Linked DNA regions of Mus musculus: regions 2, 3, 4, 5, 6 and 7 are each linked to region 1. The links are chromatin contacts, called in public HiChIP or PLAC-seq and promoter capture Hi-C maps. All regions are on one chromosome and are shown on one strand. Each heading gives the region's core, a stretch centred on a gene start, on an enhancer-like site or on the middle of the called end of the contact. The rest is flanking DNA. Distances are from core to core; before and after follow the strand shown.

Region 1 (2,590 bases), core at 56-2,555:
TTGTTGCTACTTCATAACTGCAATTTTGCTATTGCTCTGAATTGTAATGTAAATATCAGAATTTCACGATGGTCTTAGGTGACTCCTGCATAAAGGTCTTTGGACCCCAAAGAGGGCCTGAGGTCATTTATCTCAGTGTCATCGTTCTGAATGCTTTGTCTTTTCAGTGCACTTCTGAACATTTGTCTTCTTTGGCTTTCACAACCATCAACTGATATTAACACAAAGTCCTTATGTACACAGTGTCCTTTTTGAACTTATTTGGTGGTGTGTCTACTTTGGGGTATACTATTCACTGTGCCTATTAAAGGTTAAACAGTACACGTTTAACTTCTCCCCTCCACAACCTGACGGGTCTAAGTCTCAGATGCAGGTCTAAGTCTCAGACTAGGGTCACTCACTAATTTGACAAGAGGAGAGTCAGAAAAAAAGCCCCATGTCCTGATACGTCTGAATAAAACTCAGAAGAAACTGTGCCTTGGATGTGTAGGGATTATTCCGGGAATGAATGATAAACCTAAAATGGCACACTCTGAAGACTGTTTCTCTTCCACCCTTACACATTCACACATCGTCAGCCGCGCATCTTCGTTGTATGTAACGTGGCGGCGAGCCGCATACTCCAGGAAGATACCATTAAACCAATACCACGCGTGCTTCCCCTACTTGCGACCCAAACAGGTCTCGCGCAAGTCGTGAGGACCTTCGGCCGTGTGCATAATGGGAAACCAGCCTGGCACGCGCAGGGTCCCTGTGCCCGATGCCCCCACGGTCCCCGTGCTCGGTGCCCCGCACGGTGGCCGACTGCAGCAGGTGGGTCGGCCCGCCCCGGCTCTCAGTCGGGGAACTCGGCTCCGCTCCCTCCGTACCAGTTTTCTATCATCTCTTTGATAGCATTGGCCGGCCGCTGAATGACTTCCCCCGCCGCTATGCGGTTCACTACCGTCTCGTCCAGACGCCGAATAACTCCTGCTACAAACGCCATATTGGCGCCCGAGTTCCCAGTCAGCCAATCACTCGAGCTCCTCACGCTCAAGTTCTTCCTTCAGCTTCGGCCGACTGCAGTCCTGCGCCGTCTTCCCAGCGGCAAGTGCTGATTGGGCAGCATGAATGCCAGTCAAGCGCTTTTACACGTCAGTTCCTGGGATCTCTGTCCCGCTCTAAACAGCGGCCCGACACCAGGCTAGAAGGCAACGCGCTTGCGCGTCAAAGTTCACGGTCCGCTCTTCCTATTGGCTCATTTCTGAGAGCTGAGGGAATACGAAATCTCCAGCCAATAGGAACGGAGGTGCCCTGGCGGAGGCTGGTGCACCCCTGCTCGGGTGATCTGGCGCAGAACCCAGGGGGTGCTTGGCGTTCGTCGGGCTCCTCCCCGTTTGCTGCGGCCTCAGAGCTCGGCGTTCTCCTGTGGCCTCCGCAGAATGTGGATGACGCCCAAGAGGATTAGGATGGAAGTCGACGAGGCTCTGGTGTTCCGGCCCGAGTGGACCCAGCGATACCTGGTGGTGGAGCCTGCGGAGGGTGACGGGGCCCTGTGCCTGGTGTGTCGCCGCCTGGTCGCCTCTACTCGGGAACGCGACGTGAGGCGCCACTACGAGGCCGAGCACGAATTCTACGAGCGGTTTGTAGGGGACGAGGAACGCGCGGCCCTGGTCGAGCGTCTGCGGCAGGGTGACATGTCTTTGGCCGCCGTGCTCACTCCGGAGGAGAGAGCGACCCGGGCAGGCCTCGGCCTCTGCCGCTTCTTGGCCTTGAAGGGTCGCGGCTGGGGTGAGGGTGACTTCGTACACCAGTGCATGGAGGTGTTGCTGAGAGAGGTGCTGCCGGATCACGTCGGCGTCCTGGAAGGCATTGACTTGTCTCCAGAGATCACACGGCAGAGGATTCTGAGCATTGACAGCAACCTCCGCAGCCAGCTGTTTAACCGAGCCAGGGACTTTAAGGCCTATTCCCTTGCTTTGGATGACCAGGCTTTTGTGGCCTATGAGAACTACCTGCTGGTCTTCATCCGTGGCGTCGGCCGCGACCTGGAGGTGCAAGAAGATCTTCTGACGATTATCAACCTGACTCATCACTTCAGTGTTGGGGCTCTCATGTCGGCAATTCTGGAAGCCCTGCAGACAGCAGGGCTCAGCTTACAGCGAATGGTTGGACTGACCACGACCCACACTTTAAGGATGATCGGCGAGAACTCCGGACTGGTCTCCTACATGAGAGAGAAGGCCGTGAGTCCCAACTGTTGGAACGTAATCCACTATTCGGGATTTCTTCACTTGGAACTGTTGAGTTCTTATGATGTTGATATTAATCAGATCATAAATACCATATCTGAATGGGTAGTTATGATTAAGACCAGAGGTGTTAGGCGACCGGAGTTTCAGCCTCTACTAACTGAGTCTGAGTCAGAGCATGGTGAAAGAGTTAACGGACGGTGTTTGAACAACTGGCTGAGAAGAGGCAAAACGTTAAAACTAATATTTTCACTAAGAAAAGAAATCGAGGCGTTCTTGGTCTCAGTGGGGGCAACAACAGTTCATTTCTCAGACAAGCAGTGGCTTTGTGATTTTGGTTTCTTGGTAGATATTATGGA
Region 2 (2,590 bases), core at 62-2,561, 2.5 Mb before region 1:
CATCTAAGTACTCAGGCAGAGGGAGTTGGATTGCTGTTAGTTTCAGGCCAGTTGGTGCTGCTAGTGTGACCTTGTCTTTAGGGGGAAAAAGCCAGGTGTGGTGGCACCTGCCCTAAGTCCCAGCATTTGGGAGGCAAAGGCAGATGGATCATTGGATTTAAGGCCAGCCTGGTCTACATGGTTCCAGAACAGCCAAAACTACACAGTGAGACCTTGCCTTGGAACATTGTCTGATGGTGTGTATATCCTGTGCTCCTTAGATTAGTGGAGAGTATGCAAGGATCCTTTAGGCCTTCTTCACTACGACCGAGGGATGCCAAGGATTTCAAAGATGTGGATGGCTAGGCTGAATATTAAACTGAAGGTCAGGGATGCTTTTTCTTTCTTTGAGACGGATTCTTACTATGAAGCCCAGGCTGGTCTTGATCTTGGCTTTCTACAGCTCTGCCTCCTGGATGCTGGGATCATGCCACCATTCAGAACTCAAAACATGCTTTTTAAACCTCATGTGTTCAGTCCCTACCCTATCAGCCTTCTGCCCTAACCATTTTTTTTCCCCAGTGCCATTTGTGATGTTGGGGCAGGACAGGGTTGGTAACAGACAGCCTTTTAAAACAGGAGATGCATGTATACACGCAGTTTGATTCGTTATGAGTAAATATGACCTTAGGTCATAGACTTAAATCCTTTTGTAACAACAAAAATGGCAAAAGGATAGTCATTGACAAGTTGGGGCGTGGTCCAGAAGGGAGTGTTCAAATAGAACAGATGCAAGACTCAAGATAGGAAAGAAGCCAGTATATATGAAGGGAGTGTATATGTGGTGGGTAGCAAAGATGCATTCTGGACAGTACAACCTGGTTTTGTCCCTTGCCCTCCACACTTGTCCACCACCTCAGCGACAGAGTAGGGACTTTGTACTAAGGCACTGTGAGGCCTAGATGCGCTGGGGAGACCCCTCCCCAGAAAGAACTTCCAAATGTCTGATCAGGATTCCTCAAAGCAAAACACCATATCCCCGTCCCCAGGGACGCACTGGCTATAAGCATCCTTCATCAGGAGGTGGGAAGGAACGCAGCGCTTGCACCTGAGCTGGGAAAGGAGGAGGAAAGCCAGGGAGAGGGAGTTAGGACCCTAAGTCAGCTGACTGGAGTCTGAGGCCTGAAGGAACTGGAGACTCCCACCCCGCCCCGCCAAACCTCTCTCGGCCGCGAGGGGGCGCGGCGCTCCAATACTGGAGCCGACTCGCTCCTGGGGCGGGGTTCCGGCGGTCGCGCATGCGCACGCGCGGCGTGTCACGGGGCGGGGCGGGGCAAGCGCCGGGCGGCGCGGCACTCAGGGCCTGGCTTCCCGGCACCGCAACCTTCGTCGCGTACCCAGCCCCGGCGCTTCGCGGCCCGGCCCGGCCCGGCCTCATGTACCGCGCGCTGTATGCGTTCCGCTCCGCGGAGCCGAACGCCATGGCGTTCGCTGCAGGCGAGACCTTCCTGGTGCTGGAGCGCAGCAGCACGCACTGGTGGTTAGCAGCACGGGCGCGCAGTGGCGAGACCGGGTACGTGCCGCCTGCCTACCTGCATCGCCTGCAGGTGAGTGTGTCCCTCCGTCCCAGGCCTCTCGACCGAACCCCTTCACCAGCACGCAGAACCGATCCAGGAAGCTCAGTCAGATTCTTCGGGACTTCTACCAGACAAGGAGGTTGAGACTCTGACCTTAAGTCCCAAGAGCCGTAAGGACTGAGACCCCTCCGGAAGGGCCGTCAACACCCACCCGAGACTAGGCCTTTGACATTTAACCGCAGGCCCGTGAAAAGCTTAATTCTGGAACAGGGACTCTCTGTCATCGATAATCAGAGCCTCCATCTGCATTGAATTCTCGAGCTGGATCCAGAGACTTCCAGTCCATTCATTATCCAAGTCCCTTAGACCTCCAAACCCTATTCGTTCCCCTTTCCTGAATCCCTAGGATGCCCATCTCCCATCAATCTGTAGCCTCCACCTTTAACTGTAAAGATCACCGTGCCCACCACTGACTGTGCCACCTCATACACCACCTGTTTCCTCAACCACCCTCCAGGTTCTTAGTCCCCACCCCACCCACACACTTGGACCCCAGAGCCACAGGCATTCCTGTCCCTTATGCGAGTCCCAATTCCTGTAGTATCTCTGTATCCCGAACCCGCCCACCTATCAAGCTCTCCCCAAGGACAATTCCCCAACCCTTCAGGAACCAAGGCCCCTGGCCCCTGCTGATAGACAAGGTTCCCTGGCACAGCCCCCACTTCTCCCAAGCCTCCACTCCTGACTTCTCTGGTTTCCTTCCTCTGAAATCTGGGCGCTCCATCCTGGAATGGGAGCTGTCCACACTGTGAGGAAGTGAGCCTCCTTCATGGTTTCCCGTTCTGAAGATGGCCTGGTCCCCTTCCAGTGGAGCCTGCTCCAGTTCCTGTTTGCTCAAGAGTAGTCCTGCTGCAGTGTCTCCAGCTAGCCTATTCTGACTGCAGGAGGAAGGGGACCCAGGGCAGTCTGGGCTATTCCAGACTCATAGTCCCTAGCTATGGAAACATCCTGTCCCAGCCCAGTTAAGGACAGAA
Region 3 (2,590 bases), core at 41-2,540, 2.5 Mb after region 1:
AAGATTAAGAAAGGCCAGACAGTGGTGGCACATGTCTTTAATCCCAGCACTATGGAGGCAGAGGTAGGTGGATTTCTGAGTTCGAGGACAGCCTGGTCTACAGAGTGAGTTCCAGGACAGCCAGGACTATACAGAGAAACCCTGTCTCAAACTGCCCCCCACCCCCCGCAAAAAAAAAAAAAGAGTAAGAAAGAATACCAAAGAAAAGAATAAAATATAGATAATATCAATGGTACAATGGACTCTTTGTTGTTGTTTAGCTGTAACCCCTGCACAAGCTAGGTACACTCTTGCCCCCCCCCCCTTTTCTTCACTCAACCCCACCCACACAGAGAAAAAACTGTGCTAACACGTCATCACCCATTGGCTCTGAGTTTCCATGACCAGTCCAAGTGTGCCTGGCCAAAGACTCAGTTTTTGACCATATATGGGCATAATCCCAGCTCCTAGCAGACACGTCATCATTCCTCACCTAAGCAGCTATAAAAAGGCCGTGCTTAGCCTGGGTACATGGCTTCACTGTCCTCCCCCTGTGAGACTGGGAACCCACCTGAGAGCTGCCTCCCAATAAACCTGCCTTTATCCTCTCAAATTTGGCTTCAATTGGCTTATTGTGTCCTTGGATAAAACCTACTAGTTGTCTGTTTTTGTTTGTTTGTTTGTTTGTTTTTCAAGACAGGGTTTCTCTGTGTGGCCCAGGTTGGCCTTGAACTCACAGAGATCCTCCTGCCTCTACCTCCTGAAGCATGTGCCAACTGCCTCCAGGATCTCATATAACCCAGGTTAGCTTTGAACTCCCCATGCAGTCCATATAACCCAGGCTAGCTTTGAACTCCCCATGCAGTCAGAGATAAGGTTGAACCCCTGACGCTCAAGCCTCCACCTCCAAAACACTAGAAGTGATGGTTAGAATTACTATATCAACTTGTCAGGATCTAGAATCACCTGGGAGATGGGCCTTTAAGTATGCCTGTATAGAATAATCCTTAAATTTTTAAAGATTGTGTCTGGATGGCTCAGGAGTTAAGAGTATTGATTGCTTTTCCAGAGGACCAGGCTGGATTTAGCACCCAGCACTCACTGGATGTGGTTCCTGGGAATGTAATGCCTTCTTCTGGCCTCCGTGGGTACTGGACAGACATGTGATACACGTATGTACCATGTAGACATACATCTTTCTTTAAAAGAGAGGAAAAAAGAACCCTATCCATCGTGCCGTGGAAGGCATGACAGCAAAAATAGGTGGCCTACAAGTCCAGAAGCAGAACAGGAAGTGGGCCAAGCTCCCGAGCCTCGAGGCCTACCCCTACAGACCCACTTCCTCTGTGTAGGGCCAGCCTCCTAACAACATTCTAGACCAGCCCCATCGATTAAAGACTCTATTTAAACACGTAAGTGAGGAGTAGGGAGGGAGGTTCTGGGGGAGGCATTCCGTGATCAAGTTAATATGCACTTGGGGAGACTCTATCTCCCCTGAACGTGCATTACCCAGGCAGCACAGGGGATTGGCTTGGGTGAGTCCTTGCGCAACCCACATGGCCAAGGAGGCTGATGGTGGGCTAAGAGCAAGTCCACCTTGTTCCCGGCATGAGGCCACGCCTGGAAACTCTGAGAAGCAGCTGGGCACTTGTGAGCACTGGCAGGTTACATACGCCACGCCTTACAGCTCCGATTGAGATAATGAAAATGGAATTTCATTTTATTCCTAGGTTTGGTGAAGCTCAGAAGTACGGGTTGTCGCTGCCTTTCCCAAAGTCTTAGGATATACCTGCTTTTTCGGACTGGGTGTCCAGACCGCTTTGGGTGAGAGGCCAGTTCTACAAATACTAAAAAGAATTTTTTTTTTTCAAATTTTGTTCATTACTTTTTCATTGTCTGAGAGGTTTTACTATTTTAAAATTATTCCTCAGGGCTGAAGAGATGGCTCAGCGTTTGAGAGCACTGACTGCTCTTCCAAAGGACCTAGATTCAATTCCCAGCAACCACATGGCCACTCACAATTGTAACTTCTGTTCCAGCGGATCCAACCCCTCACACATGCAGGCAAAACACCAATGTACATAAAATAAAAATTAAGAAATTATTTAAAAATATTATTCCTCATCATAACCCACACATTTAATTTTCCCCAATATTTTCTTTTCATTAGACTTGAGAGACAGCTAATATTCATTTTTATTTTAACCGCATTTTAAAAGGTGTCATTTGATCATTATGATTACATTAGTCAAGCATTATATTGGTTGCAAGTAGGGATAAAAGCTCAAATATGTCTGGGGGTATATAGTCCAATGGTAAAGTACATACCTAGGGCCATGGGGATGGCTCAGTGGGTAAAGGAGCTTGCTGCCAAAACTGACAACCTGAGTTCAAAACCTATAACCCTAAAACCTCCATCATGGAAAGGGAGAACCAATTTTCAATGTCTCAATGATGTCCTTTGGCCTTCACACAGACAATATGGCAAACAAGTGTCCCCCAACATTATATATATATATATATATATATATATATATATATATATATATATATATATATGTGTGTGTGTGTGTGTGTGTGTGTGTGTGTGTGTGTGTGTATGTATGTATAT
Region 4 (2,590 bases), core at 26-2,525, 2.4 Mb after region 1:
CCACTCTAAAACTCTCGTGAGAGAACTGTTTGAAATCTGGCTCCTCACTCTGTCAACAGATAAAGTCTACTCAGTGCTGGGAGCCATTCTAACTACGGTAAGGGCTGCTAGTGGCCATCTGGCAACACATGCAGGAAACATCACGGGAGCAAGATGATGCCAAAACTAAGGGGTGTCTCTGGACAGCTCTGTTCCCACCCTAATCCACCAGCGTCCCTTGCATGAAACAAGATCATATTACCAGAAATTGGATCATAAGGTATCACGGAAATGTTATCATTATCAAGTACCTGGGTTGTCACCAATTGCAAAAAGGACCAGGGTATTCCATACGTGCATACGCCCGTGTCAAAAGATTTTTAAGTAACCAGTCTCAGCGGTCTACTATGTCATTCAAGTTTTCTTTCAAACGACTGTAGCTCCTAACTTTTACAACTGTCAGTCTGTCACTTGATTATTGGAACATGAGATGACTTACTTCAAGTGAACAATATAATAAGTCACCGACATTTGGTTTAGTGTCCAAATTCTCTCCCTTCCCTTTCGTAACTATTATTAGGAAATCTAGACGTGGTCCAATAAAGTCACAAACAGGGATTGTAAAAGGGAGACTCCAGTTGTAACACCCAAAAAGTGAAAACCGGTCAAACGGCTGTAACCAGAGAGATCATTACACGGCAGACGTCCTCCCAGGTAAGGAGCCTCGGTGACAGAAGGCACTCGGAAGGGAGGACAGGGTTATGAGTCCTCTCACCAGGAAAGAATGCTGACCACACCTACGCTGCTGGCCTGAGTCAGAGTGGAGGCCAGGCGCGGGGGAGAGGAAAAGGCTATGAAGGGAGGAGGAAGCGAGGCTGGGGAGGGGAGCGGGGACAGGAAGGGAGGCTGGGAGGGAGCCCCGCCGCCCGGGCCCACCTCAGCAACGTCTCCAGGGCGCCCTCATGCTTGTCCAGCGGGCGACCGAGCGCCGAGCGCCGCAGTTTGCTGAGCTCCTCGGCCGCACGGCAGTACTGGGCCTGCTCCTCGCCGCCGCTCGGGTACGTCTGCTGGATGAACTTCACCAGCGGCTTGGCCAGGTCCACCTCCGAGGTCTTCTTCAGCTGCACCCAGATGAACGACGCCATGGTGAGCGCCCGGCCGCCGCGTCGGGCCGCACAGACGGAGGGACAGCGACCACGGCCTAGGCGCGCTCGGCACCGGCAGCGGAGGAGCGGACCGACGGGCCGACGGACTGGGCCGCCAGCGCTTCGAGCTGGCCACTTCCGGGAGCCCCCGCGCAGGCGCAGTCGGAGGGGCGCGCCGCTCGGTCACGTGATGGTGCCACCAAAGCGTCGCTCACCTGGGCTCGCCTGTGCGGCGCCTGCGTGGTGGGATCAGGCGGTAGCCTACTGCGATGATTAAATTTTCAAAAAGATTCTTTTGGTTATTTTGGTTTGGTTTGGTTGTTTTGTTCGAGACTGGGTTTCTCTGTGTAGCCCTGGCTATCTTGGAACTGACTTGTAGTCCAAGCCGGCCTCGAACTCGCGGAGATCTTCCTGCCTATGCCTCCCCAATGCTGGGATTAAAGGCATACGCCACTACCACCCGGCTCAAGAAGATTTTAAATTCTCCTTAGATTCTGCTCTATTTTTCTTTTTAAAATATTTTTAATTGATTGTATTTTTCCTTTTTTATTACAAAAATTAATTTTATAGGTCAATATATTCTGCCCGGTGGTGAAATGCTCCTTTGTTATGCTTTCTCCTATGAGACCAGACCCTGGGGAGTATTGTGATGTGCGGTTGAAGGTCCATTGTGTGTGCAGCCTTACCCCCACCCCCACCCCCCAGGGCAAAAGTAGAAAAAGTCCCTGCCTTCGTGCAGTCTTCCAGGTAAGGACACAGTCGGTAGTAAGGTACGTAAAAAGAGATCTCTTAGAAGAACATAGCATAAGCAAGATAATTTAAGAAACATCCTCCCAGAAGATGAATTTAAAAGAATACTCGCAATTTGACATTAAAAGAGAGCACGGGTGGAGAGACTTAAGTGGGAAGAGGCCCCAGACCTAAAGCACGAGTATCCCATATCCAGAACTTAAAAGGGAAGTAGAGACTAGAATGAAAGGAAGTTGAAGAGTGACACCACAAATCATTATGAAACTTGTAGTCAGTGTCTAGAATCTATTTAGTACAATCAGTCGTACTTAAGCAATTTTTTTTATATTTTTTACAAAGGCCTCCCTGGGTAACTGGGGAAATAGATTAGCAGTTAAAGACTGTTTGCTGCTCTGCCTGAGTGAGAGGCCGACCTGGGTTCCCAGTAGCCTCTTTAGGAACACACTCAACACCTGTAACTCAAGGCGACCCATCACCCTCTTGGGGCCTCCTCTGGGGCCAGCCCTCACGCGCACATACATAGAATGTTTCTTGAAGGCCTCCCAGAAGACAAGTCTGGTATTTTTACTGTTTATTTTTATTATGGTTTATTTATTGGGGAGTACTCAGAGGTCAGAGGTCAACTTCTGGAATCAGTCCCTTCTACCACGTGGGTCTCAGGGGTGGAACTCAGGTGGGCATGATTGACAGCAAGCACCTTTCCCTGCTGAGCCATC
Region 5 (2,590 bases), core at 57-2,556, 2.4 Mb after region 1:
TAACCGTTTCCCTTCCCCCAACTCCTCCTGATTTCTCTCCATCTCCCTATCCACCCAGATCCATGCCCTTCCTATCTCTCCTTAGAAGCACAGGCATCTAATGAAAAGTAATAAAATAAAACAAAAACAAACTGGAATAAGTCAAAATAAACAAACAAAAGAAAAGCGAGCCAAAGAAAAAGAACAAGAAACACATATATTTAAGACAGAGTCTCATCATGCAGCCTGGCTAACCTGGATCTCACTATGCAGACCCGGTTAACCTCGAACTCAGAGATCTCACAAGTCTCTACCCAGTCATGCACACCATGCCTGGCTGTCAGACAGCAATGTTTTACCATGAACACTCTGGGAAAACGATCATCAAAGTTTACGGTAAAAGTTTGAATCAGCTTTGATAACATATGATGTCTTCTAAATTAACAGAGGCTCATGATACATAAGCACAGCGTGCTGAACATTTTCTTTGTACCTGTCAGGAAATCCAGCTTCAATACAATAACTTAGTGTTGATTATAAAAGATTTTACCTCTAGTGCCGGGCGTGGTGGCGCACGCCTTTAATCCCAGCACTCGGGAGGCAGAGGCAGGAGGATTTCTGAGTTCGAGGCCAGCCTGGTTTACAGAGTGAGTTCCAGGGCACCCAGGGCTACACAGAGAAACCCTGTCTTGAAACACACCCCCACCCCAAAAAAAGACTTTACCTCTGTGTGCAATGGCATTACAGATTATCAAAAAGCCTCTGTTAATTTAAATTAATAAATTTACAAAAAAATAATGGCTTACTAGTTCTGATTTTGCTTAGCATAAATGATTTTTGCTTTTCCATGAAAGAGAAATCAATCCATATAAATTTATCAATAAGACACCAATGGTCTGGGACTGTAGAACCTAACAAACCTTTGGTTTCAATCCCCAGCGGGGAAAGAAAATAGAAGAGACCAAAAAGAATAAGAAAGATGTGTCCCACAGCTATCTTTCTCTAAAATTAAAAAAACAAAAAACAAAAAAGAAACGTGCCAAGGGCTGGAGATGCAGCTCTGTAATAGCATGCTTACCCAGCTATTCAATCCCCTGCTCTGCCAGGACAGACATAGGAATGTTTCAGGTTAAAGGCTTGCTTGGGCATGTAGAAAGGCTTTGTCTCTGAAAAGGGGGGTTGGGAGTAAGCTGGGGACACAGCTCAGTGGTAGAATGCCCATATAATATGCACCAGGCCCTGGTTTAATCCTCAGCCCTGCAGGGCAGGGGTTAGGGATCCTGTTGCTGTTCCCTGGGGCTATTCTCGTGTTTAGATTCCTTGCTCTTCACATCCTCGTGTTCTGACCAGATCCAGGCATGTAGCTGGCATTCCTGGTCCACCCATCCTGTAGCCCTGGATCCCTTAGACACACTGCTCTGCAGCTCTCCTGCTGTTGAGTGCTGCCCGGGACCTGCTCTGCCCTCCACACCCTCTACCAGTGCACTCAATACATGAACACAGCTGAGGCCATGAGGAACCTCAGCTGTGCTCATGTATTCTCCCTCTGTTCTCACAGTATACCAGTTTCCCAAGAAGACTCCCAAAGTGGTGCCCCACACTACTGTCTAAATCCGAACAGCAACCCCGATGCTTTTCCTGCTGAGTTTATAAACTTGTAACCAATCATTGTCATCTTTGTACATGACAAAGGTTCCACACTGGACAACAAGCTGAGATAAAGAAAGGTTATATTCATTTGCTAATTTTACAAAGTACTTAACACAGTAAGTACTCACGAAGTAAGTCTTGCTAGAATATATATAATTATTCTATACAAAGAGAAATAAAGAAGAGTATTAACAACTTTAGAAATCTATTGTGCCTGGAAATGTACCTTTTCAATACACTGTTTCTTACTTGCCTGGACTTACTTCCTAGGCAGCAGGGAGCCTCTAATGTAATACAACTGACCTTACAGCAGCCACCACCACATTCTGCCTGCATTTTCTCTCCTCTCTAAGACTTCCCTAATGAGAGGCTCTGTGGGTTCGCTCTCCTGCCATCATTAGAAATATCATCCTGATGCTGTCCATTTACTAACATGCACACCTTGCCAATCTTCCCTTCAAACCATGTGGAATACAAAGAAAATCATGAAGAACAAAGAAACTAAAGTTGGAAGGCTCCCATCTTCTTCACCCCAAGGGAAGTTTCTGTCCTTTCTAAGCTTCCCTTTTACAACATCTGAGTTAAACACTGTTAGCATATGAAGTACCAGCTCACAAAAGTAACTCAACAAATGAAAATTCCAACAGGACATTAATCAATAACTCCACTATCACTCAATGTATAGAATGCTAGTTTTGATATAACAACCCCGATTTACTTCTGTATGTGTTTATGTGTCTGTCTGTGAGCATACAAGAATGTGTGGTACTTGGACTCAAACCCCAAGCCTGGTGCAAGCTAAACAAGTGGCCTTCCATGAAGCTGCACCCCAAGCCCCTTCGGCTGAGTTGGCAGTAAGACTCTGGCAGTCTCTACGTAGCAACTTGAACAGAGTCCCATGAACACAGGACTCCCCATGTCACGTTCTCCCTTCTCACCTCGCTGCCCTGCATGGTCTTTG
Region 6 (2,590 bases), core at 39-2,538, 2.4 Mb after region 1:
TCACTCGTGAAGGTAATAGCTCGAAGTGTTTCTCAAGTTCATAGAAGACAGCCGCCATAATAGATGTGAGGCACCATTGTCTCCTGGCTTCTGTTCAAAACTTCTTCCCACCAAGAATGGTGGAGCACACACCTTTAATCCCAGCACTTGAGAGGCAGTTGGGTCTCTGTGAATTCAAGGCCAGACTGTTCTACATGGTGATACCTTATCTCAAAAATAAATAAATAAATAAATAAATAAATAAATATCTTCTTATGGCCTCTCCTGTCTCTCTGTAGGAAAAAAAAAATGGCTCTTGGATAATCTCTCCAAAAAAGCTCTCTTTCAATCAGTCAATTTGCTTACAAAAGTTTACTGAGCACCTACCCCGTGCCAAGATCCTTTGCCAAGTACTGGGCATTCAAATCAAATGAGATAATCCTGCTATCTAGGGAATCCCAGGGCAGCAGAAGTGACAAATACCAGGTAAGACAGGACACCTCAGAGATGTAGAGGAAGGGTAGCTACCGGATATAGCAAGGATAACCCATGTTCTCTTTGGAGTCATGGTTTCCGTCAGGTTACCTGCCCTCCTTGGGAGGGAGGACTCCTGTCATGAAAATCGAGGGGCTGGAAGCTGTCAGTATTTAAGGTTTGTAAGTCTTCCATGGCCTGCTCCGAAAGATCCTGCTATGAAGAAAATATGAAGGATGTGTGACTAGGAGAAGACTCTGCCAAGGAAGTGTTTGACTCACAATCGTGAGGACCTGAGTTTGATCTACAAGAGATGGGAGAAGCCATCATGGCACACACTCAAAATCTCATTGCTGGAGAGCCTGAGACAGGTGGATCGCTGGGACTGGCTAGCAAGTGAGCATAGCCTATTTGGAAAGTTCTAGGTCAGTGAAGAATCTGCATCAAATAGTATGAGCAATGCCTCATCTTTTCCTCTGGCTTCCACGTGCATGTGCACACGCATGCGCACACAAACACACACACATGGTGAATAAATAAGAAGATTCTAACCTCCAGGTAAGCTTTATACTCTAACAAACTCTCCCCTCTCCCTTAAACACACACACACACACACACACACTCACACACACTCACACACACACACACACACACTCACACACACACACACACTCACACACACACACCAGCACTCACTGTAAGAGGATCTTGTGTATCACTCATAACCGAGCAACCTGCCATCTGCCCCCGCACCTCTCTCTTTGGTCATGGCTGAGAGGTACTGCAGGGGTCTCCTGGATGCACCTGGAATGAATTCAGGTCTCATCCTAGTGTGGCACGCAGCTGCTGAGTTAATAAGAAAGCTCTGGCAGCTTCGGAAGGCAGTTCAGGGCTTTGAGCTATTTATAGACACTTCAATATGCACAACGGTTGCCTTACACTTTCCATTAACCCCTCCGAGGTTTGAACCGGCAGATTAATTTCCCAGTTCTCTGAGGAATGCTGGCCTTTATTAACCCCATTAGGACATTTTCTTTAGGGGTTCAATTCTCTGTGTGTGGAGAAAAAAAAAAACTCTGAACGTCTTCATAGGCTTGTTCAATTTACCTTGTGCTTCTTAAGTTATAAAAAATAAGAAGAATTTCAAACTCCAAATGATAAACATTCCAAACAGTTTTTGTAGCAAATAAAACTCATAGCTGGGGCATGCAAATTAACAAAACAAAACAAAACAAAAAACCACAAATCATGGATAAGCATGGTACCTTACATATTTGCAAAAATGGTAGCATGTATGGCTGTGTAAGTATTTTCATAAACAAGAAAGAAAGAAAGAAAGAAAGAAAGAAAGAAAGAAAGAAAGAAAGAAAGAAAGAGAGAGAGAGAAAGAGAAGAGAGAGAGGAAGGAAAGAAGGAAGGAAGGAAGGAAGGAAGAAAGGAAGAAGAGAGGGAGGGAGGAAGAGAGAGAGAGAGGAAGGGAGGAAGGAAGGAAGGAAGAAGAGAGGGAGGGAGGAAGAGAGAGAGAGAGAGAAGGAGGGAGGGAGGGAGGAAGGAAGGAAGGAAGGAAGGAAGACTTTACATATGACCTGAGCTCAAGCCCCACCTCTGCCCCCACCGATCTCTTTGTGCTAAGGTTACCTTTGACCTAAGAGAGGAGAACTCAACTGAAGAGTGTGCGGAAATATCTGAGCATCAGAATCCTCCAAGTGATGGTGCAGAGGGCCCGGCATGTGGCTTGGTGGGCAGAGTACGTGAAGTCCTGGGTTCAATCCCCTGCACTTCAGAGACCGTTTGTGACGGTGCCTAACCATAATTGGAGCATGCAGGAGGTGAGAGTAAGAAGATCAGAAGTTCAAGGTGATTGTCAACTCTGTTGCAAGTTCAAGACCAGCCTGGGCTACAGAAGACACTGCATCAAAAGTTTTAAAAACGATATTGCAGATTGGTCCCATTATATAAAGTTAACAGACGCTCCAGCAAGCCAGGGCTTCTGAGTTCTGCCCAGTGTTCCTCCTTCTTCTTCCCGTGTTGGGTCCTCCAGGGCGCTCCATGGGGCACCGAGGGATCCCCAGATCATAGATTGAAGCTTCCTTTCATCCAGAGTTTCCAGTTTAGCTGGGTATAAAACTTTTGTAGT
Region 7 (2,590 bases), core at 40-2,539, 2.3 Mb before region 1:
CTTCAGCTCCTTGGGTCCTTTCTCCAGCTCCTTCATTGGGGACCCTGTGCTTCGCATCCAATAGATGGCTGTGAGCATCCACTTCTGTATTTGTCAAGCACTGGGAGAGCCTTTCAGGAGACAGCGTTATCAGGCTCCTGCCAGCAAGCTCTTGTTGGCATCCGCAATCGTGTCTGGGTTTGGTGGTTGTTTATGGGATGGATCCCCAGGTGGGGCAGTCTCTGGATGGTCATTCCTTTAGTCTCTACTCCAAACTTTGTCCCTGTAACTCATTTTTTATTGTTTTGTTTTGTTGAAACAGGGTTTCTCTGTGTAGCCCTGGCTGTCCTGGAACTCACTTTGTAGACCAGGCTGGCCTCGAACTCATGAATATATTTCTTAATGATTAATTTTTAATATTTTATGCTCTTTTACTATGCTTAACTCCCAAAGAATATTTTGCATGTTTTGAAACAATTTAGTATTCAACATTAGATATAGGATCCTCAGTTATGGATAGTATTAAATATTCATTAATGATATTTTAGGGTATGAAAGGATATGAATATAAAAGTTGAAAAAAATTTATGGATTATTTGATTCTCAAAGTACTCAACATTATTAATATGTTTGATGTATAAAATGCATTTAAATAATAAAAAATTAAGAAAAAAAGTAAACAAAAAGTTTTGAAATAATCACAAAATAGAAAAAACTTTTTTGCTTAGTTATTTTATTCCAAACAAGGAGCCCTATTCCACAAATTACCTCTACATTGTTCCTCTTTTCATACACACGTTTTTTTTCTTACGTTTTGGAGACACTGTCTTACACAACCCAGGGTAGTTTTGAACTCCTTACACAAGAGAGGAGGATGTCCTTGAACTCCTGATTCTTCTGTGTCTCCATTTCCCAAGTGCTATATATTTGGCAATATATTATTAAACGTCTTTCAAGTCAACCATTTAAGCATATTTTATTCTTTTAAACTAACTTTAGTGGACACCTTCTTGCACAGACAGGCAAGTGCTTTAGCCCTTGGGCTCAATTGTGCCTAGCCACTGCCCTCCAGGTTTCAGAGCTGCTGCTGGCGTACAATGCATCTCCCACAGTTGCATACCGCCTCCCTCAGGTGGAAGAAGGTGATGAATAGAACCTGTCTCAGATGGGACCAGATGAAGGGCCCCTCCCTCGCAGGTTGATAAATGTCCCGAAGATCCTAGAGGCACACGGACCAAATGACTACATGCGATCAATTCTTGCTAACGTACTTGCTGCCCAACAGGGGGCGACTGAGCACCAAGTCTTCCTTACAGCGCTTGCGCCTCAGACTCCGCTCTGCGCATGCGCAGCGCGGCTCTACACTGACGGAAGTTAGAAGATGGCGGCGTCCGCAGTCTGCCGAGCGGCCTGCTCCGGGACGCAAGTGCTACTTCGCACCCGCCGCTCGGTGAGGTGGCAGTGAGACGTTGGGCTGCAGGGCCCAGGGCTTTCGTACACAGATGAGGAGCAGGCTGTCTCAGCAGTGGCGGGTCGGAGTGGGGAGGTCGCGGGGGTCAGGGCCGTGGGAAGGTCATGGCGGAGGGCGGGGATGGTTATCTGCTCTGGCTTGGGTTTGAGAGCCGAGGTCCCAGAGGCTTGGCGAGCAGTTCTTGCAATGGTCGCCTTCTCCCTTTAGCCGGCCCTGCTGAGGTTACCTGCCTTGCGGGGTACCGCAACCTTCGCCCAGGCCCTCCAGAGCGTGCCGGAGACCCAGGTCAGCATCTTGGACAACGGGCTGCGTGTGGCCTCGGAGCAGTCCTCGCATGCTACCTGCACGGTAAGTGTGCGCCAGTCCTCTAGGTGAGGCCCGCCGTGTTGTCCCAGGTTGGGATGTGACCTTGGGCTCCAGTCTTACATGTTTTGGGTGGAGACTGGCTTACTGCCGGGGCTTATCCCTGTACCTGACTTCAACCCTGCCTTAACCCGGCAGCCAACATTATGGTGCTTGCCAAAGACGGGGCCGAATTCTCTCCTCCAGCTTTTCGTTCTACCTCCCCGAGAGAAGAGATTATTCTCTTGCCACGAAAAAGAATGAGATTTCACAGACTTTAGGTTATTTACAGAAAGACATCCAGGTCTGTTAGACTCACCACCTAGGCTATGTAATTTGTAGACGTAGCCAGGAATACACTTCAAGAAATGCCTCTGAAGGACGGGGAAGATGGCCCAGTGGGTAAAGAGCTTGGTACTCAAACATGGGTATCTGAATTTGGAGTCCTCAGTGTTGTGATTTAGGTCTAACACCAATACTCTGAGGGGTGGAGACTAGTGTGTCTAAGCCGGTCTTACTTTTACCTACACGAGTGGCTTACATGTGTGTATGTGCACCATGTCTGTACATAATGCCCTTGGAGGTTGGAAAAGGATATTAGAACCCCCAGAGGGCTGGTGAGATGGCTCAGTGGGTAAGAGCACCCGACTGCTCTTCCGAAGGTCCGGAGTTCAAATCCCAGCAACCACATGGTGGCTCACAACCACCCGTAATGAGATCTGATGCCCTCTTCTGGTGCGTCTGAAGACAGCTACAGTGTACTTACATATAATAAATAAATAAATAAATAAACAAATC

Evidence for each region. Promoter capture Hi-C pulls out the DNA fragments that hold promoters and counts their contacts. HiChIP or PLAC-seq counts read pairs in DNA pulled down with a chosen protein or histone mark.
Region 2: a promoter capture Hi-C map of pre-B cells shows a contact between it and region 1, with 4 times the contacts expected there. The contact joins the promoter of Nckipsd here to the promoter of Epm2aip1 in region 1. A contact is called at or near these places in 2 of 39 promoter capture datasets (liver and pre-B cells).
Region 3: a contact with region 1 is called in an H3K27ac HiChIP or PLAC-seq map of acute myeloid leukemia, with 9 times the contacts expected there. The contact joins the enhancer-like site here to the promoter of Epm2aip1 in region 1. A contact is called at or near these places in 7 of 39 promoter capture datasets (cranial neural crest, embryonic stem cells, frontonasal cranial neural crest and 4 more) and 3 of 115 datasets of contacts at active chromatin or transcription factors (acute myeloid leukemia, embryonic forebrain and large pre-B cells).
Region 4: a contact with region 1 is called in a promoter capture Hi-C map of liver, with 7 times the contacts expected there. The contact joins the promoter of Pdcd6ip here to the promoter of Epm2aip1 in region 1. A contact is called at or near these places in 16 of 39 promoter capture datasets (the 3T3-L1 cell line, 3T3-L1-derived adipocytes, the C10 cell line and 12 more), 1 of 484 Hi-C or Micro-C datasets (B cells), 17 of 115 datasets of contacts at active chromatin or transcription factors (SST interneurons, astrocytes, bone marrow-derived dendritic cells and 11 more) and 2 of 9 other capture datasets (adipose tissue and liver).
Region 5: a contact with region 1 is called in a promoter capture Hi-C map of stem cell-derived epiblast-like cells, with 6 times the contacts expected there. The contact joins the enhancer-like site here to the promoter of Epm2aip1 in region 1. A contact is called at or near these places in 12 of 39 promoter capture datasets (the 3T3-L1 cell line, 3T3-L1-derived adipocytes, cranial neural crest and 8 more), 2 of 484 Hi-C or Micro-C datasets (the G1E-ER4 cell line and Th1 cells) and 13 of 115 datasets of contacts at active chromatin or transcription factors (the 230-238 cell line, astrocytes, bone marrow-derived dendritic cells and 9 more).
Region 6: a contact with region 1 is called in a promoter capture Hi-C map of second pharyngeal arch cranial neural crest, with 9 times the contacts expected there. The contact joins the enhancer-like site here to the promoter of Epm2aip1 in region 1. A contact is called at or near these places in 4 of 39 promoter capture datasets (the 3T3-L1 cell line, cranial neural crest, hippocampal neurons and 1 more) and 4 of 115 datasets of contacts at active chromatin or transcription factors (astrocytes, embryonic forebrain, large pre-B cells and 1 more).
Region 7: a contact with region 1 is called in an H3K27ac HiChIP or PLAC-seq map of thymic regulatory T cells, with 7 times the contacts expected there. The contact joins the promoter of Uqcrc1 here to the promoter of Epm2aip1 in region 1. A contact is called at or near these places in 1 of 39 promoter capture datasets (pre-B cells), 1 of 115 datasets of contacts at active chromatin or transcription factors (thymic regulatory T cells) and 1 of 9 other capture datasets (liver).

Annotation. Positions count from the first base shown.
Region 1 is chr9:111,270,540-111,273,129 of GRCm38.p6, forward strand. Epm2aip1 (EPM2A (laforin) interacting protein 1) reads left to right here and starts at 1,306. Exons shown (of 1, transcript NM_175266.4): 1 at 1,306-2,590. The coding sequence starts at 1,422. Mlh1 (mutL homolog 1) reads right to left here and starts at 1,069. Exons shown (of 19, transcript NM_026810.2): 1 at 870-1,069. The coding sequence starts at 985.
Region 2 is chr9:108,807,069-108,809,658 of GRCm38.p6, forward strand. It overlaps Nckipsd (NCK interacting protein with SH3 domain), which reads left to right and starts at 1,312. Exons shown (of 13, transcript NM_030729.4): 1 at 1,312-1,586. The coding sequence starts at 1,416.
Region 3 is chr9:113,725,906-113,728,495 of GRCm38.p6, forward strand. All of the region lies in intron 2 of Gm38623 (a long non-coding RNA gene), which reads left to right. Among named protein-coding and RNA genes, the nearest start is that of Gm38623, 8.0 kb to the left of the region's middle. Within about 2 kb of position 1,291, at least 30 of the 459 cell types and tissues checked have an H3K27ac peak or open chromatin away from gene starts, as enhancers often do. A contact at or near this core is called in acute myeloid leukemia, where this site is marked.
Region 4 is chr9:113,706,984-113,709,573 of GRCm38.p6, forward strand. Pdcd6ip (programmed cell death 6 interacting protein) reads right to left here and starts at 1,276. Exons shown (of 18, transcript NM_011052.2): 1 at 916-1,276. The coding sequence starts at 1,124.
Region 5 is chr9:113,669,190-113,671,779 of GRCm38.p6, forward strand. It overlaps Pdcd6ip (programmed cell death 6 interacting protein), which reads right to left. Exons shown (of 18, transcript NM_011052.2): 12 at 2,568-2,590. Among named protein-coding and RNA genes, the nearest start is that of Gm36745, 27 kb to the left of the region's middle. Within about 2 kb of position 1,307, at least 25 of the 459 cell types and tissues checked have an H3K27ac peak or open chromatin away from gene starts, as enhancers often do. A contact at or near this core is called in embryonic stem cells and stem cell-derived epiblast-like cells, where this site is marked.
Region 6 is chr9:113,633,908-113,636,497 of GRCm38.p6, forward strand. It overlaps Gm36745 (a long non-coding RNA gene), which reads right to left. Exons shown (of 5, transcript XR_379913.3): 5 at 1,930-2,590. Among named protein-coding and RNA genes, the nearest start is that of Gm36745, 8.4 kb to the right of the region's middle. Within about 2 kb of position 1,289, at least 5 of the 459 cell types and tissues checked have an H3K27ac peak or open chromatin away from gene starts, as enhancers often do. A contact at or near this core is called in second pharyngeal arch cranial neural crest, where this site is marked.
Region 7 is chr9:108,935,359-108,937,948 of GRCm38.p6, forward strand. Uqcrc1 (ubiquinol-cytochrome c reductase core protein 1) reads left to right here and starts at 1,290. Exons shown (of 13, transcript NM_025407.2): 1 at 1,290-1,429; 2 at 1,658-1,798. The coding sequence starts at 1,361.